2 separate regions of the Mus musculus genome follow, and region 2 is linked to region 1. The links are chromatin contacts, called in public Micro-C maps. All regions are on one chromosome and are shown on one strand. Each heading gives the region's core, a stretch centred on a gene start, on an enhancer-like site or on the middle of the called end of the contact. The rest is flanking DNA. Distances are from core to core; before and after follow the strand shown. Region 1 overlaps Hdac5 (histone deacetylase 5). Region 2 overlaps Gm11627 (predicted gene 11627).

Region 1 (3,198 bases), core at 465-2,964:
TAGGATATTGAACGGACATCCCTATCCACGTCCGAGCTGACAGCAAATCACGTTCCAAGGATTTTCCAAACCTTCCCAAAACATTCTTCTGACTCGGCGCAATCCTACTCAAGTCTTAGCCCTGGACAGCAGAGAGCCAAATCACAGGTACCCACCAGAGAGAGATACAGCTTCCACCTTCTAATTGAAACCTTCAGATCCACACCCATGTATCCAGAGTCAAGAACTCTAGCGCGCGCGCACACACACACACACACACACACACACACACACACACACACACACATATTCTCTCTCTCGAAAGTACCAAGCCAGCCACTGCCAGGAGGGACCAAGCAGGCATGGGTCCAGCAGGCCCCTCCCTGGAGGAAGCATCTTGTGGTGCCAGCCTGGTGGCAACAGGTTCCTGGGAGTGACAGAAGGAGTGGCCAGCTCTGGGGGGACCCCACCCCCTACCAAGGATCAATAAAAAGCTCCCCCAGGGAAGGTGGGCAGGTCTAGGAATCCTCGAGCTGAGGTTAGGGGGGGAGGTCTTTAAGCCCACCTGTGGTCAAAATAACACATCCCTTATCCTCAGAAAGTGGGAAGAAACCACAGCCCAGGGAAGGAAGAGCTAGGAGGTAACTAGGAACTAAGCCAAAATCCTTAAACACCCCAGCTGCTAGTCTCTGCTCAACCCTATCCCAACAAGGCTCTTCCTAAGAGTCCATTCTCAGAAGCCTCCTGACCAAAAACTTGCCAAAGTCACTACCAGGTCAAAGCAAGCCACAGAGGCTCGGATTCTGACTCCTGCAGGTACTCCAGGCACAACTTCTTCCTCTGCTCAATTGTGGGGAGAGCAGGCAGCCTGAGACAGGTCACTGACCCACTTCCTCCCCCTCTGACCATGGTCCAACTAGGCCAGAATCCTCTAGGAAGCCCTAGCCCCTAGCAGCTGAGGCTGACCCTGCTGAAGGCAGAGGCACTGGAGGGATGAGGCGGAGGGTGGCTAGGAGGCACCGTGAAAGGACAGCCCTGGGCAAGGAAGGAAGGGAGGCTGCCTTAGAAGCACAGCTCTTCCAGTCCACGGATGTTCAACAAAACCCTCAAAGGCTGAAGCAGGACCCCGATGGAGGAAGACTCACAGTGAGGTGCTCAAACCAGGCGCCAGGATGCCCAAGAGCTGAGGGCAGGTGGGGACACGCAGCCACTTACCTGCCACAGGGATGCTGTGCAGAGGAGTCCGTGGCAGGATTTCCAAGGATGGTTCCCGGCCTGACATGCCATCTGCTGAGAAACAGGACTCGGTCTCATAGATGGTCTGCAGCATCTCCACAAGCCCCTGTGCCTTGGGCACCAGCAGCATGCCAGGGAGGGGCCGCCCGAGGCGGAAGCCGGTGAGGGAAAAGGTGGTCAGCGGGGCCAGCTGGCTGCTCAAGGACTCCCTCAGGCCACTGCCGCTGGGACCCACGAGGCAAGGAGGCACCTCATCCGGCCTGGGCGCGCTCCGGAGGCAGCAGACGCAGGGAGGCTAATGAGGCTGAAGGGCCTGCTCTCCGCTCCAGGAGCGTGGACCAAAGTCTGTCCAAAGGTTCCAGGAGTTGGGCTATGGCTGGGTGCTCAGGGGACAGGAAGGGGAGCTCAGTGGGCAGGCAGGCTCTCTCTGTGTTCCCTCCCAGAGCCACCGGTGACAGCTCTGGGCTTGGCTCCCTGCTCCTCCTCCCCGAATGAGCCGCCGGCAGCTGGCAGGAGACTGAAATAGCAGTTGGGGGAGGGCCCTGTCTATAAATAGGTGGAGCATGCTCAGGGAGCCGCCGGCTGGCTGCCAGGAGCCCAGGCCTGGCGGAGGCCCCATGGGGGGAGGCGCGTTCCACCCCAGGAGGAAGCGCCAGTCAAGGGGGAGGGGGGCAAGGGAGGCCTGCACTCAGGGCCAAGGCCACAGACCTGGGTGGCCAGTGGCTGGACTAGAGAAGGGTGCAGGCAGAGGACCCATGCATCTGGGGTCAGCTTTGGCCACTGCTGGGGGCAAACAACGGACTGGACACCAAGCAGCCAGCCTGGATCTTCTCTCTTCCCCCTTTCTGTGCAGAGCGAGGACAGGAATCAGAAAGACTAGGGAGAGGTGACAGACACCCAACCACCTGGTCTAACCTCGCACCTCCTCCTTACAGCCTGTGGAGTTTGTGTAACTTCTGCCTTCCCACAGAGCTGGGAGATGCCTTTTACTATCAGGGAGACCCTAAATAGCAGTGGGGTGGCAGCTCTCCCACCCATTCTGCAGTGCTCCCTCTGGCACTCGGCCTCTTCCCAGGGACCAGAGAGATTTTTCTGGGTTGGCTCTGCCCAGCCCAGGCAGGGGACTGGACAGCACCTGCCCATTCTCGGCTCAATCAATGCTTTCCTGGCAGCGTCCCCAGCTGAGGGCACCACAAGCCGCAAACATTGCCTTCGTGCTAACAACGACCACCAGCAAGAGGCCAAGATGGGGAAACCGAGGTACAGTACAGCGAGACGGAAGTCACTCTCCTCACAGAGCTGCTCACGTGATAGGGACCAGAGGTCTGAAGCACTGACCACCATAACTCATGGGCAGACTATGCACATCTGCCCCAGGTACAGGACCTCCAGCGCCCAAACAGGAAGACTTGGGGTTGGAGGCCCTCCAGCAGCTGTTAGCACCCTGGCCTGGCAGAGTAGCCTCAGCTCTCCACCTTCCTGGGCCATGGGGGTCACTGTACCATCAAAACTGGTGCCACTGCCAGTGTCACCTACTGTTGACCCCCCTTCTTCCCGAGTTGTGCCTCCCACTGATAGAGAGATCCCACTTGGCCCCCTGACCTCACTGCAGCCTTTTAATAGACCGGTTATTCCTGGGTCTGTAGGCTCCTCCCCCTTTCGTGACGTCACAGTTACTATTTTGGACCCCTCCTGGCCCCTCCTTGCCCCCCACTCCAGGCACAGAGCCAGGGACACCTGTCCTCTCTCTGGACTGGATGACCTCACCCTCCTGTCAGGAGCCTGGGAGAAGCAGTCCAACCAAGGACATGGTGGCTGTGACTCCAGAAACTCATCTTCCAAGTTTCTGCCAGGACTCCACCGGGGCCTCCTCCCTCAGGTTGGAAAACACACACAAGGGTGGTGGTGGTAGAGGCAAGCTTTCCCAAGCATGGTGAGATGCAGCCGATGCTGGGGTTCGGGGATTTGTTCCCCAGTGGTAGA
Region 2 (3,198 bases), core at 350-2,849, 360 kb after region 1:
AGTTAAGGCCATAGAGTAGCTAAGGGACACACATTCTAAGGTCGCACAGTGTGGAGTCAATTTTTTTTTTTTTTTCCTAAATAATTTTTGGAGAGGGCAGAGGCTGGAGAGATGGCTCAGCAGGTAGGAGTACTTGTTGCTTTTACAAGAGGACCCAGGTTTGGTCTCCAGCCCCCTCATGACAACTCACATCTGTCCATACTTTTCACACCTTCTGGCCTCCTTGGGCAGCAGATACACATATGATATACAAACCTGTTTTTTTAATTAATTAATTTATGGTGTTGCACCGGACACACACAAACTCATATCATGTTCAGAATACTGTTCCATGGGGGTCAGTTTTCTTCTTCTACTGTGTGCATTGTGGATTAAATTCAGGCAAATACTATACCAGTAAGATATATCCCCAGTAACATTTTTTGTTTTTTTCCAGACATGATTTCTCTGGGTAGCCCTGGCTGTCCTGGAACTCACTCTGTAGACCAGGCTGGCCTCAAACTCATAGTGATCTGTCTGCCTCTGCCTCCCAAGTGTTGGGATTAAAGGCATGCACCACTACTGCCTGACTCTACAACATTTTTTTTTAATTATTTATATACATCAGAAGAGGGCATCAGATCCCATTATAAATGGTTGTGAGCTGCCATGTGGGTGCAGGGGATTTGAACTCAGGACCTCTGGAAGAGCATCCAGTGCTTTTAATCACTGAGCCATCTCTCCAGCCCTTAACAAAAAAATTTTAATTATATTTATTTGTGAGACGGGGAACGTGCACACCACAGAGGATGATGCAGAGGTCAGAGGACAACTGGCAGGAACTGGCTGTCTTCTTCTGCCCTGTGGGTCCTGGGGATTGCAGGCAGGTCATCAGACTTGGTCTCAAATACCTCTGCCCACTGAACCATCTCACCAGCCCACTTGTTTTGTTTTGTTTTTAACAAAATTATTTTATGTATATGAGTTTTTGTCTGTGTACTCCGTTTTTGCTATTTTTGCAGTGTTCACGGAAGCCAGAAGAGGACCCTGAATTCTCTGGAACAGGAGTTACAAATAGGTGTGAGCCACCGTGTGGATGCTGAGAGTGGACCCCAGGTGCTCAGATTAAAGGTGCGCACCATATGTACAGCCTGACAATAAAAAAAATTTTATTTATTATTATTACTTATAAAATATTTATAGCAAATATTTTATTTATTGTTAGTTTTAATTATGCGTTTGTGTGTGTCTGCATGTTCACACACACACACACACACATAGAGTACAGGTATCTTTGGAGCCCAGAGGCATTGGATTCCCTGAAGCTGGAGTGACAGATGGTTGTGAGCTGCCCTGGTAGTAAAGGGAATTGTACTCAGATACTCTAGAAGAAGAACAGACAATGCTCTTTATCACTGACCCATCTCTCCAGCTCCTCCCACAATTTTTAAAATGGGCCTTTAGTACCTGGACTTGTTGGACCCAAACAGGCTCTACATATTGTTCAATATCCTTTTAAAATTTTATTATTACCTTGCATATGAAATGCATGTGCCTATGTGTGCACATGTCACAGCATGTGGGCAAAGATTAGAGAGCAGCTTCCTGTAGTCAGTTCTCTCCCTCCACGCTTTACTGGTGCTGAGGACATGAGGACTTTTGCTGTGTATTGTAATGCAAAGTGTGGTCCCCAAGAAAGACCTGGTTGCCCCAGAAATACAAGAGTCTGCACATAGACCCAAGTGATACTATGTGCCCTTGTACCCAAGTTGCTTTTGATTGGTAAATAAAGATGCTGACAGCCAATAGCTGGGCAGGAGAGATATAGGTGGGTTTTATGGTTTTCGGGCTGGGGGTTGTTGAGGGAGAGTCAGGAGCTGGAGAAGAAGGTGAGGAGAAAGGAGAAGCCACCATGGGCTAGGTGCGCCATGAGAACGTGACACTGAGGGCTGGCCAGTTAGAGTTACGAGCAGCCCAGATGAAACACAGTAATAACTCAGGGTTATCGATAGGGAAGTAGATTTTAATAGCATAGAGGGTAGATATCTGCCCAGCTCTTGTGCTGTTTAAGGCTTATTATTAATAATAAAAGTTGTGCCAGGCGTGGTGGTGCACGCATTTAATCCCAGCACTGGGGAGACAGAGGCAGGCGGATTTCTGAGTTCGAGGCCAGCCTGGTCTACAAAGTGAGTTCCAGGACAGCCAGGGCTATAAAGAGAAACCCTGTCTTGAAAAACCAAAAAAAAAAAAAAAAAAAAAAAAAAAAAAAAAAAAAAATAATAATAATAAAAGTTGTGTGTCTTTATCCGGAGACTAAATGACCAAAGGTAGGGTAGAAACCCCGGATTGAAATTAAAAATTTCTACAAAAACATGGGCTCCAGGGATGGAACTCGGGTCGACTGCCTCTACCTGCTGCGAGCCATCTTTTGAGCCCACTGTGCAATATCTTGGGGTTTTTTGTTATAGTATTTTGTTTTGTTTTTGAGATGAGGTCCCACCATGTAACCCTGGCTGTCCTTAATTTGTCTCCGTAGAGCAGGCTGACCTCAAACTTCTAGAGCCTCCTCTGCCTCCCCAGTGCTGGGATCAAAGGCCCGCACCACCACACCCAGCGGCTGTTCAGTATCTACCCACTTGTCCAGTCTGAGTCACGAGTACACAACTGACCAAACAGAGGTGCTGTGAGGGCAAAACTAAATTCCAACGACAGTTTAAAGGAGGAAAAAAAAAAAAAAAAAAGAAGCAAATTTAGCACTAATTATTTTATATTGATTACATATGAAAATAGTTTACATCATTGGATTAAATATTATTAAGGTTCATCTCACTTGTCTTAATATTTTTTTTCTTTCTGTTAAACTACGTGGCTACTAGAATATTTTAAATATCCCGGGTGACTCGAATTCCTTCTCTCTGAGTCAGCGTTACTCTGGGAGCTGTCTGCTCAGTGAGGGTCGGGATGATTCAAATATGAGATGAGCATCCCTTGGTATCCAGGAGAGCTGTTTCCAGCAACTCTGTGGGTATCAAAATCTTCAGGGGCTGAAATCCTTCATATCAAAATGACGTTCTATTTGGGTACAGCCGGTGCAGATCTTCTTGGAAACGAACAATCCCTCCTGCCTGCAAGTGCCGTGGAGGTAACTGTTACTGTTTATGGAGCAAAACAAGGAAAGAAAGGTTGCTTAGTGCTGACACAGTCTCCAGAAAACAAAAA

Evidence for each region. A called contact is a pair of places that touch in the nucleus more often than the background predicts.
Region 2: a Micro-C map of the HL-1 cell line shows a contact between it and region 1, with 2.5 times the contacts expected there. The contact joins two enhancer-like sites. A contact is called at or near these places in 2 of 484 Hi-C or Micro-C datasets (the HL-1 cell line and embryonic stem cells) and 1 of 115 datasets of contacts at active chromatin or transcription factors (pancreatic cancer cells).

Annotation. Positions count from the first base shown.
Region 1 is chr11:102,217,222-102,220,419 of GRCm38.p6, forward strand. It overlaps Hdac5 (histone deacetylase 5), which reads right to left. Exons shown (of 27, transcript NM_010412.3): 3 at 1,195-1,266. Among named protein-coding and RNA genes, the nearest start is that of Mir8101, 11 kb to the right of the region's middle. Within about 2 kb of position 1,715, at least 218 of the 459 cell types and tissues checked have an H3K27ac peak or open chromatin away from gene starts, as enhancers often do. A contact at or near this core is called in the HL-1 cell line, where this site is marked.
Region 2 is chr11:102,573,667-102,576,864 of GRCm38.p6, forward strand. It overlaps Gm11627 (predicted gene 11627), which reads right to left. Exons shown (of 3, transcript NR_040286.1): 3 at 2,733-3,131. Among named protein-coding and RNA genes, the nearest start is that of Gm11627, 3.9 kb to the right of the region's middle. Within about 2 kb of position 1,600, at least 5 of the 459 cell types and tissues checked have an H3K27ac peak or open chromatin away from gene starts, as enhancers often do. A contact at or near this core is called in the HL-1 cell line, where this site is marked.